Regions from separate parts of the Mus musculus genome. Here region 2 is linked to region 1. The links are chromatin contacts, called in public HiChIP or PLAC-seq maps. All regions are on one chromosome and are shown on one strand. Each heading gives the region's core, a stretch centred on a gene start, on an enhancer-like site or on the middle of the called end of the contact. The rest is flanking DNA. Distances are from core to core; before and after follow the strand shown. Region 1 holds the start of 4933427D14Rik (RIKEN cDNA 4933427D14 gene). Region 2 holds the start of Rap1gap2 (RAP1 GTPase activating protein 2).

What was found. HiChIP or PLAC-seq counts read pairs in DNA pulled down with a chosen protein or histone mark.
Region 2: a contact with region 1 is called in an H3K4me3 HiChIP or PLAC-seq map of stem cell-derived neural progenitor cells, with 7 times the contacts expected there. The contact joins the promoter of Rap1gap2 here to the promoter of 4933427D14Rik in region 1.

The regions. Positions count from the first base shown.
Region 1 is chr11:72,205,288-72,210,569 of GRCm38.p6, reverse strand. 4933427D14Rik (RIKEN cDNA 4933427D14 gene) reads left to right here and starts at 3,088. Exons shown (of 19, transcript NM_001361564.1): 1 at 3,088-3,374. Txndc17 (thioredoxin domain containing 17) reads right to left here and starts at 3,016. Exons shown (of 4, transcript NM_026559.3): 1 at 2,802-3,016; 2 at 2,236-2,317; 3 at 1,765-1,840; 4 at 83-1,155. The coding sequence starts at 2,946. The coding sequence ends at 1,087.
Region 2 is chr11:74,587,544-74,592,825 of GRCm38.p6, reverse strand. Rap1gap2 (RAP1 GTPase activating protein 2) reads left to right here and starts at 2,640. Exons shown (of 25, transcript NM_001015046.3): 1 at 2,640-2,866.

The DNA.
Region 1 (5,282 bases), core at 1,839-4,338:
AACTTGTGATTCTTCCACTTCAGTCTCCTGAGTACTGGGCTCCAAGGAGGCTACAGAGCCTGTATCTTTTTTTTTTTTTTTAATGGATATTAATCTTTTGCGTACATGTGTTATCTATGTCTCACTGCATTCCTGGTTCTCTCAGAGGCCAGAAGAGAGTGTCCCATTCCCTGGAACTGTAGTTATGGACATCTCATGAGCTGCCATGTGGGTGCTGGGAACTGAAACCATGTCCTCTGGAAGAACAGCCAGTGCTCTTAGGCACTGAACCACCTCTTCAGCCCACATTCTTGCTTTACTTGCAGAATAATAGTTGGGCTTTAAATTTGTGACAAGGTCTGGTTCTGTAGTCTACCCTTGCCTTAAATTTGTTATCCTCTAGCCTTAGCATCTAAAATAATATTACAGGTGTGTGTCACTATGCCTGACACAATTGTTACTTGAAGAAATGAAGATTTAGATAGTACTTGGCCTGTGGCTAGGAGAACCAGCCTGTTTCACAACAAAAGAATCACATTTTAGACATTTGTGAAAGAAAACTGCCTGAGTTAAGCATATGAATCCCATGTCTTTCCTAAATGGTTTAATGAAGTTCTCCATTTCAAAGGCAGAAAGGGTTTTGCAAATACACAGAACTTAAGGTAATAGATACTAATTGCTGCAGATTTGGAAGTTAGTAAGTTACTTTCTATCTTCAATATTTCCTTTGAGCTACTACCACCATACTGAAGACTCATTTTACTCAAATCTTTTAGATAGCCACGTGTTAAAAAACTTAATGGTTTGTATTTCAATTCTTTATTGTTTAGATATACACTGATTTAATAACATCATTTACTCATCAATTCAAAGCAATAATGTGGCTGCTTTTAAACAAACCAGGCAATCAATACAAAATTGCAATCATCAGGCTTTTTTGGGTTGGTTTGGTTTTTCCAGACAGGGTTTTACTCTGTAGCTCTGGCTGTCCTTGAACTCAACTTGTAGACCAGGTAGCCTCAAACTCAAAGAGATCCAGCTGCCTCTGTCTCCCGAGTGCTGGGACTAAAGGCATGTGCCACCACAGTCCGGCAAGGTCATCAAATCTTAATCTTCAGAGAAGATCATCTCCACAAGGCTGGATTGACAGCACTCAGACTCCACAAGTTTTTGAGGCTGTAAAAAGAATGGTTAAGTTTTCACTGTTGCTATGAATATTACTAGGGGTGGAGTGAATTCTACTTTGAATGACAAGTTTTTGAACACAAATTATGCCATCAGCTAGTTATAACAAGCTTTATTAAATAGTTAGGATGCTTGTGTCAAGATGAATCATTAAAACACTTGGCCTGAGAGGCCTTGTATTTCCACACTAGGAAGCCCCATAGGCTGAAAACAAGAGACAGCATGCCTGGTGCCATCTCTTTCCCTCAACTCTTTAATTTAGGATTCTAGGGGCAGGGCTGAAATAGAGGGAGAGCCCTTTTAAGCCTGAAAAGTGGGTTTAGAAAACATTGACAAAGGTGCTTTCAGAAATGAGTCAACTTTCTTCTGAAGACAGAATCTTAAAAGTGGCTTAAAAATACACCCCAGACACTAATATCTGCATTATTAATAGTTTGTCAGGATTGGCAGAGGAATGGACACCAACTTGTGTGTTTCTGATGCACTCTGAACAACAATGTGATGTTGGAAATCAAAGGTCAAGATCTTTTCAAACTTGACTCAAAAAACAACTTGAGTTTTAACTACATTATAGCTACAAACATAAAGGTAGACACTTACTGTTCCATATTTAAGTAGTGTAGGCACTGCGGTTATTTTCAGTTTTTGTCTGAAGTCATTATTTGGGTCTTTCCAGCTGTTCCAAAATGAAACAGATAATGAAAAATACTACTTGGTTCATTACAGTTTACTCAACAGTTGACTTATATATAATATACTTGTAACCACTGCTTTTGTTAACCTTTAAACATTTTGAGAACTGTAACTTATGTGTCACTTTCTGCAAAGTTTAAAGTGTGGCTAAGATAAAACAAATGTAAAGTCAATAGAGTTCTGAACTTATTCCAGACCCAATTCATTAATGATGATATGTGGTTGAACATAAACTGTAAATATGAATTCAGTAATTCTAATTGTTTAGCTTATCAGACAATACCTAAAACACAGAGCCTGACCAATTATCTGAGGTCCTTTTTACCCAGCTTTTTAATAATATAGTCCATGTCTGGAGATACGGTATACATGACTTACTAAGGTTTGTCTCCTACTTGGCAGTAGATGAACACACAGTCTTCGGTAACATGCTTCAGCCCCTCTCGAATGACTGGCTCAGCTTTTTAAAAGAGTTAAAAAGTAATTACACATCAACTGCGATAGCCCACGCCCTCCCGTCCCCAGTCTTAGACTTTAACCGGTTGTAAGATAGGATGTTAAAGTCGCGTGTCCTCTGGACTCGTGAATCACTTAAGTCCTAGTCCTGATTGTCTTTAAGACACAATCAGAAAACTCAGCATACATATATGATGACGGAAAGATCAACTCCTGAGTCTGGTCTTTTTTTTTTTTATGAGACACTAATCGTTTGGGGAACTGAGAATTTTAAAGAACCTGGTTCCAAGATCCGAATCCATGATAAAAATGAGGGTCATCCTTGGGTGGGGCAGTAAGGGCCTAACGAGAGACGGGGTACAGCTCAGGCGCTTCTGCGGGTCTGCAGGACCAAGATCCTCATCTCATCCCACTTTCTGACTTCAGCAGGGGCCTTCTTCCTAGCACTGCTGTGGCGCAGCAACCCCCAGTCCTGGTCCCAGCCTCACCTTCCACGCAGTCCGGACACCAGCTCTTCCCTTCGGTATCCTTAGAACCGCTGAAGTAGGCGAAAATGGTCTTGCCCTCATGCTCCTTCACTGCCTTGTCGAACTCCTCGAAGCCCAGCACGCTCACCTCCTCGAAGGTGGCCATGGGTACAACAGTGCGGAGAGGAGCACGGGAGGAGCCCTAGGGTCCTGCGCCCCCAAGGCGGGGCCCAAGTAAGGCGTGGACAAGGTTCCGGGTGGGCGGGGCCGCCGCAGCAGAGTGGTGCTACGGGAGCCTTGAATAGCCATAACTCCTTAGGGCCGTCCTTTTGGTCTGCTGGAGTTTCTTTTTGGCGCCAGTTTCCCTCAGACAACTAGACGCCTGACCTGGTCTGGTCCCCACCCTGGCTTCATGGACAGTGACGGCAAAGCCCGTCGCGGTACAACACCTTGATCCTCAAATGGCTCAGGAAGATCAACGGCTCCCAAACAGCCGCGCGCCTGTTGCCATGACGACTGGGCGAGAGGCCGGAAGCGAGGCCTAGCGTGGGGTCGCCTTACGATCTCTTGGTGGCCGCGCCGCGCCCAAACCAGGTGGGCTTGGGCCGGAGCTGGGGGAATTCTGGGAAACTGCATTAGACAGAGAGACAGTGAGAGACCTCGCCCCAGGCTTGCCTTGCAGCTCCGCCCCTCCTATTACCTTTCTATTTGTCAGACTTTAGGGGGGCCGGGGCCGGGGGCGGCGTCCGGGATCGGGCGGGGGTTTGGAGAGAGCTGGGAGGCAGAAAGGCAGCGAGGACTGGATCCGAGTGTTGTGAGTGCGTGTGCGGGGGAACAGATGCAAAGAGAGCGTGTCTGAGGTTGCATTGGGGAAAGGAATTGTCCAGGAGCTGCGACGCCGGCACGGGGGCCCTTGCCCGGGCTACGCAGGTGTACACTGGCAGCGAAGATGCCGGCTCATTGCATGAGGGCCCGCAGGTTGCGTCGGGGTGTTCGGCCTCTGTGGGCGAGGAGGTGGGGTGCAGGGTTATCCCGAGGCTATGGAGTAAGGCGCCGGGTGAGATCTTCAGTGCGGCGGATGCTCTGTGCAAACATAGGGTGGCTACAGAATGGTCAGCAGCCTTTAGAGAAGAGGACTGCGGAGCCCGCAGTCCCCGCTAGGGTGAACAGGGCCTTTGGGATACCTGGGACTGCAGGCTCGGTTGAGGCAGCAATGGACCCCAGGACAGTGTGGGTGAACGGGACTGTGGGCGAGCCCGAGGTGGTTGGGCCTGCTGGGTCTGTGTGGGTGACTGTATCTGGGGAGGAGGAGCTAGACAATAGGAGCTCTCCAAGCTGTGAGAGAAAAGGTCGTCCAGGAACACTTGGCCATGAGAGCATCCTGGAACTGTGGTTGAAGGTGCAGGCTATGAGGGTAGCGTCGGGATGCTGGGAAGGAAGCAGAGTGGAGCTCCATCCCGTTCCCGTGGGAGAGGGGCCGATCGAGAAGGGTATTCCTGGGCGAGCTTCCTGGGTAGAGACCAGCCGAGGTGGTGTCACCGGACCCTGGGTGAGAGGCAATACTAGGACATTCCCCCAGGCCTCAGGACTGCCCACAGCTAGGGGAATAGGGGCCGGTTGTGAGAGAGTCTCTATCCTTTGTAGGCAGGGACAAGCTGGGAAGACACCACCTCCTGTGGGTGGACCTGAGGTAGTAGAGAAGATAGACTGTGTTTCCTCTGGACCTTGGGAAAAAAGACAAACTGTGGTGGTGCCTGAGGCCATAGGATGGTCTCAGGTCTTGAAAAGGCCCAGAGCTGGAGAAGTGAGGGAATGTGAGGGTACCTCATGTCTCTGTGGGGGAGGGCAGTCAGGGCAGTTTTCTGGGGCTCTGGCAGAAGGAGCTGAATATGGGCATATGTTATGGGAAAGGGGGCTGATGGAAGGGGGCCCTGATGCCCTGCTGGTACTACCCAGGGCCATGGAAGATGGAACTACCTCCCACGGGGGCCCAGGGTTGTGGCAAAGGAGACAAGAGATGGAAGATATAGGTTCTAGGGGTATTCCTGGTCTAAGGACCATGGGACAGCTTGTAGGAGTGCCTTGTGCTAGAGAAGAGGAAGCTAGATGTGGAGGTGACCCGGGGTCATGGGGTGCAGCACAGGCTGTAGAATTGTGTGCTTCTGAGGAGCATGAGATAGGTTCTCGAGGTGCCCAGGGCCTGTGGGGTATAGAACAGGCAATGGGAGCACCCAGGGCTTTGGGGAAGGAGGCAGATGATGCAAGTATTCCAGGACTGTGGGGAAAAGGACAGTTGCCAGGTTTGCAGACAGTGGTGGTACCAGGAGGTAGGGAAGAAGAAACCAGCTATGACGTTTCAGGCCTGTGGGAGAGGCAGCAGTCGGCTCAGGAAGCTCCTCTGGCTGAGCCATTGCCGGGGCCGGTTATGGAGGAGACATACAATGGGAATCCTCTAAGCCTGTGGGAAAGGAGGCAGGTCATGAGGGAGCCGGAGGCTCAGGA
Region 2 (5,282 bases), core at 1,391-3,890, 2.4 Mb before region 1:
TGGCTCCCAAGGTGCCAGACTAATGATGCTGACAATTTTGATGCTGTCAGTTAAGAGTTTTAAAGTGCTTCCTTTATGGGAAAAGGATGAAAATCTCAACTTTTTATTGCTTTGTGTGTTCAGATGCTCAACGTACAATGGGGCCGTATTCCACCAGATTCACCGTAAGGTGAAAATATTAAGTGCGTTTAACATAACAACGGGTCTACTGAACATTAACTACAGCTTAGCCTACTTTACAATACCGTGTTGATTATGTCCAGTAACTATCAATATCTGTTTTCCAAAGATGCTGGCAGCCCTGTGCATGTAGTATCAGCTGTTTACCCTTGTGAAGTGTAGCTGAGAGTTGGAGCTCATGGCTGCTGTCCAGCATCTCTGGAGAGTTTCTATGGCAGACCTCCAGCCTGGAGAAAGACCAAAAGTCTTCTTCCTTTCACACAATCCCAAAGTCAACAACTTGTAATTAAAGCCATTTTAAGTCTGGGAGGTCTGTTATTATTAGCATTTATTTATTTGTATTTTATGTGTATGAGTATACCTCATATGCATGCACCATGTGTTTGTTTGATTGGTGCTGGTGGAGGCTAGAAGAGGGGGTCAGGTCCCTTGGAACTGGAGTTACATGGATCCCACATGGGTGCTGGGAACCAAACCGAGGTTCTCTGCAAAAGCAGCCAGTGCTCTAAGCTATTAAGTCACCCCCACCCCCCCCCCCACCAAGGTCTCATTAGGTACTCCTGCTGACCTGGAATTCACTATGTAGACCAAGCTGGCCTTGAACTTGAGATTTGTGTTCTCCTGAGTGCTGGGATTAAAGGCCTCTAAGACATCTTCATAGGAAAACACAGAAAACACAGTACATTTAGAGTTTGGTACTGAACTTGGTTTCAGGAGTCACTGGGACTGAGGGCTTGTAATATTTCTGGAGGATAGAGGGATGACTGTGGATAGTATGACAGGGGTAAGGTAAAATCAAAGCTGGCCTCTAATCCTGTCTGCACCCAGGCACCTGAGCAAGGCAAATGGCTTCCTGAAGGGTTCTGACTCGGTGGCTTGTTTCAGACACTGACCAAAGTAAGCACTCATCTTTTTCTTTTTCTTTCTTTCTTTTTTGTTGTAGTTTTTTATTTTCAATTTTATTATTCTTTAAGACATACATTTATGGTGTGTGTGTCTGTGTGTGTAATGGTATGCATGTGCGTCATGGCACGCCTGAGTAGTTCTGAGGACAACATTCAGGACTCAATTCTCTCCTTGCACCACGTGTGTCCTGAGCATCAAACTCAGGTGGTTAGGGTTAGCTTGGACTTCCTGAACTGTCTCTGCTGACCAGCCCTGGAATCTTGGGGTTCAAGTGCTCAGGATAGGATCCAAAGGGAAGGAGATGTTCTCTCTATTGTAAAGCTGTCTGTCTGTTGGTTCCGTGGGCACTTGACAGCTCCTTTCCCCTACTGGATCCCAAGCCAGAACCTCCAATGCCCGGTACTTAGCATTTCAGGATCCAGACTGTGGTCTGTCCACCGTCCCTGCCTTCCTTACTTCCTTCTAACACTGAGCATTGTGACTGTGCTCTGGGCCAGGTTCTGGGGTTAGAGTGGTCCAGGCAAGGGTTCTGCCTGACATAGGACACACACTGGAGTGTGAAAGGCCAACCATCAGTATGCAAACATGGAGATAGTTTGTCAAGCCGATAAGATTGCTCAGAAGTCTAAAATAGGGCACGCAGATAAGTGACTTGCATGGAAAGAGGTCTTGGACCACACAAAGGGGCAGCCATACAGAGACCGTGGTGATGAGAGCGTTAGCTAGGGGAGGGGAGCGCAGGACACCGATGTAAGACTATATCTCTGCAAAGAAAACAGTAAGTGTGAGGTATGTTCTAGACGCAGAACATCGTGGCCAGAACAGAATGAGCTATGTCCAACGGTTAGGACTGAGGAAGATTTCCGTGCAAATAAAAGATGTTTTCGGGCTTAAGCTGCCGGAGTGCTGCCTCCAGGGAATGAGCTTCCCATTAATGGAGGCGCATCAGAGGCTGCCTGCTGTGGGGGTTACGGAGAATGTCTGGAACATCGGTCCCTCAACATCTTCAAGTTCAGGAGCATCTTTGGTTTGGTGGAAGATGGGATGGAGTCTTCGGAGGGAATGAATCAAAGCTGTAGGTTGTCGCGTCCCAGTCAGGGGTCAGCGTCAGGGTTTTCGGCAGTCCCTGATCTCCTACTTCCAAGTTCCAATAGCACACTTTCAGGAGAGTCCCACCAGGAATCCAGGAATCTTTCAGCTTCTCAGTCCCCCAGTGTCGTGCGCCCTATGATTCAGGAACCTTTGCGGGCAGGTGGGCTTCTCCCTTCATTCTCTGGGATCCCCAGGACCTGCCCCACCCTGCGCCTTTGTTCAGGAGGAGCCGCCCCGGGGCAATACCCTGACAGCGCGGACACGAGCATCCCTCAGGGCGTTCGACGATTAGTACCGCCGTATCCCAAACCCAGCCCGGTCTCCCGCTGCTGCGCGGTGGGCGCCGCTGGGACCCAGCTCCGAAAAGCCCCGAGGGACGGGAGTGCGGGATCTAGCGGACTAGGGCAGAGACTGCGTGTGCGCGCTCCGTAGGCCGGGGGCGCGCCCGCCAGGTGTGCGAGCGGCCGCCGGCGGGTGGCAGGGCGCAGCTTTGTGCCGGCCGGTGTGCGCGTGTGCGCGCCGCGGTGACGGTGCACGCGGCTGGGCGGGCTGCGAGGGAACCCCGCGTTGAGGAGGAGGGGGCTCGGTCCTGATGGAGAGCTGTGGGCGCCGCGCCGACCAGCGCGCGCGTTGGGTGAGCCGGCAGGACTGACTATTGACATTCTGTCCACGTCGGGAGTGTGGGAAGGTCAGTGGCTCTGGGCTAGGTTGTAATTTCACAGCCGGCGTGCATCTGGACGCGAGTCCTGGGTGTGACTGAGCGTGGAATTGGAGAGGATGCTGTGAGAGTGGATGTGTGTGTTGGCAAAGCACTGATGGCCCCGGTGAGCTCCGCGCGCCCATCGCACCAAGCAGTTGGGCTCACTGGGAGGTAGGGTGACAGTCCACAGAAATCCCTGCCGGGTGCGCGGATGCGACACAGCATACACACCATGAAGAGGGGCGTGTGTGTGTGTGTGTGTGTGTGTGTGTGTGTGTGTGTGCGCGGGCTCGCGCGCGCGTGTGTGTGCATGTGATGTTGGTCAGCTCCCTGTTGGAGTCTGGTGAAAGACGCTGACCGAGATGGAGGTCAGACGTGGGTGTTTACAGGTGGCAGTAAAGGAAAGAAGCCAGGAACCCCAAGAGGATGCTGAAGCTAGGCTGCTAGGTTGGGGAGGGAGGACTTGTTTTTATTGGCAAGATCAGAAGCCCCAGCCTGTCTGTCCCCAAGCCAGCTTGTGCCTGTTCCAGGGAGAGGCAGTAGAATTGGAGTAATCGGTCCAGAGACTTTCATGGACCTGCGGGGCAAGGCCAGCTTTGCAGCCTGATGCTCATTTCTAGAGGCCTTGGGTGGGTGTGGCAGTGACAGTCAAGGGTGGGGGTCCTGTTTACAGGACAGAGGGACTCTATAGATTGCACTTTGGTTTTGCCTATACTTGTTATGTCTGACTTGGGAGCTGGTAAGGGGCACACTGCTTTCCGCTGTAGCTTTCTTTCACCCTTACTGAATCTGAAGGGCATTTACATGTTACCAGGGTTTGTGCTCGAAATTCATGGATCAGCCTCTGAATGGCTCCCATCAGGGTCGCCTCTAAAGGTATTACTAGAATTGTCCTGGACCTGTATCAGGGCATGCTATCCTTTGAGCCTCATAGGTCTCAGTTTCCCTTGGTGAAGAAAGCTCTCATCCCCTCTGCTCCTCCTGCTGTGGGCGAAGAATAAACAGAAAAGCTTGCACAGCTACCTGGAGGCTGGGAGTGACTCAGGGCCTGTGAGGTCTTGGGCAGTGATTTCCCTCAGGACTTGGGAGAGGTTGTGCATCACCTACCTCTAAGCAAGGGTTCTGGGCTGCCCAGCACTAAGGGTGGGTAACTGCTGGATGTGTCTGCTCAGGTGTCTGGAAGCTGACTCAGGCCCCTCCTCCCTCACTAGATGCTAAGGAGCAGGGGAAGGTTGGGGCCTGGGATGGGATGGCATGTTGAAGCCAAGACCCTTTGTGGTCGCTGTTTTGGGGCAGGGGCAGATGTTCACCTTGGCAAGGGTCAGGGCATCCTAGCTCAACAGGAAGTGGTCCCTGTTCCAGAAGGTCCTCTTGTGAGTGACACCTCCATAGCTTTTCACTCTCTCTTTCCTAAGACCCCCTTTGAGGTATGGTGGCTTATACCTGTAATCCCAGTACTTGAAAGGCTGAGACAGGAGGATTGCCACAAGTTCAAGGCAACCCTGGGCTGCAAAGTTAGACCCCGTCTCAGAAGCCACAAACACAAACTCAAACTCAAACTAGAGATTTCCAAAGCAACAAACAAGCAAGCAAGCAAGCAAGGAAGCAAGCAAATCTGATCAAGTGTGACAGAGTCACAGGGGGTCAGAATGATTTGAACTTTAAAGGAAAAGGGCTCTGGTATGGATGGCGGTGACAGAGTGGCACATTGGCTGAGCATGAAGGCTTAACTACTATCTTTGGTGACATTGTTGGTGATAAGTGGTTGGCACTGAGACCTGGATGTGAAGTGCTGCTCCATCCCCAGCTCTCTGTGTGCTCACCCTCACTCCCTACTCTAGGCATGCCTGGGCGAAGGGCTGGCCCCCAGCCTTACTTGGGAAGTGGATAGAGGGCAGTGGGGCAGAGGGTACACGGATGAGAAAGGCAGGCAGTGCCCAGAGGCTTCCCTTACCATCTGCTGCTCCTCTCCTGAGGATCTCCCGAGGAGCCTAAGGGCTACATTTCAGAACTGCTCTGTTGGGGAAAGAAACCATTAGCAGTTCCCCTTCCCCCAAGGGTCCCTCCATGGTCATTAACTCCCTTCTGCTTTTAGATGATGCACAAGTGAAGTTCAAATGGTTTTCTATGGGGACCCACACCACTTCTGCAGAGAGGGCCTGGTGTGACCTCATTCAGTTCTGATGCGTGGCACGTAGAATGTGCTACTTCCAATCTAGGGTGAAGGGCAGTGACTGGTCATTATGGAGGTGGCTGGAGTAGGAGGCAGGGTAAGAGGTTTGGCAGTGACACTCTGAGGCATCCCACACACTGACCTGGGGCAAGTTTGAGCTTTTTGAGCTTCGGTTTTCTTATCTGGATATTTCAAATTATCTATCTATCTATCTATCTATCTATCTATCTA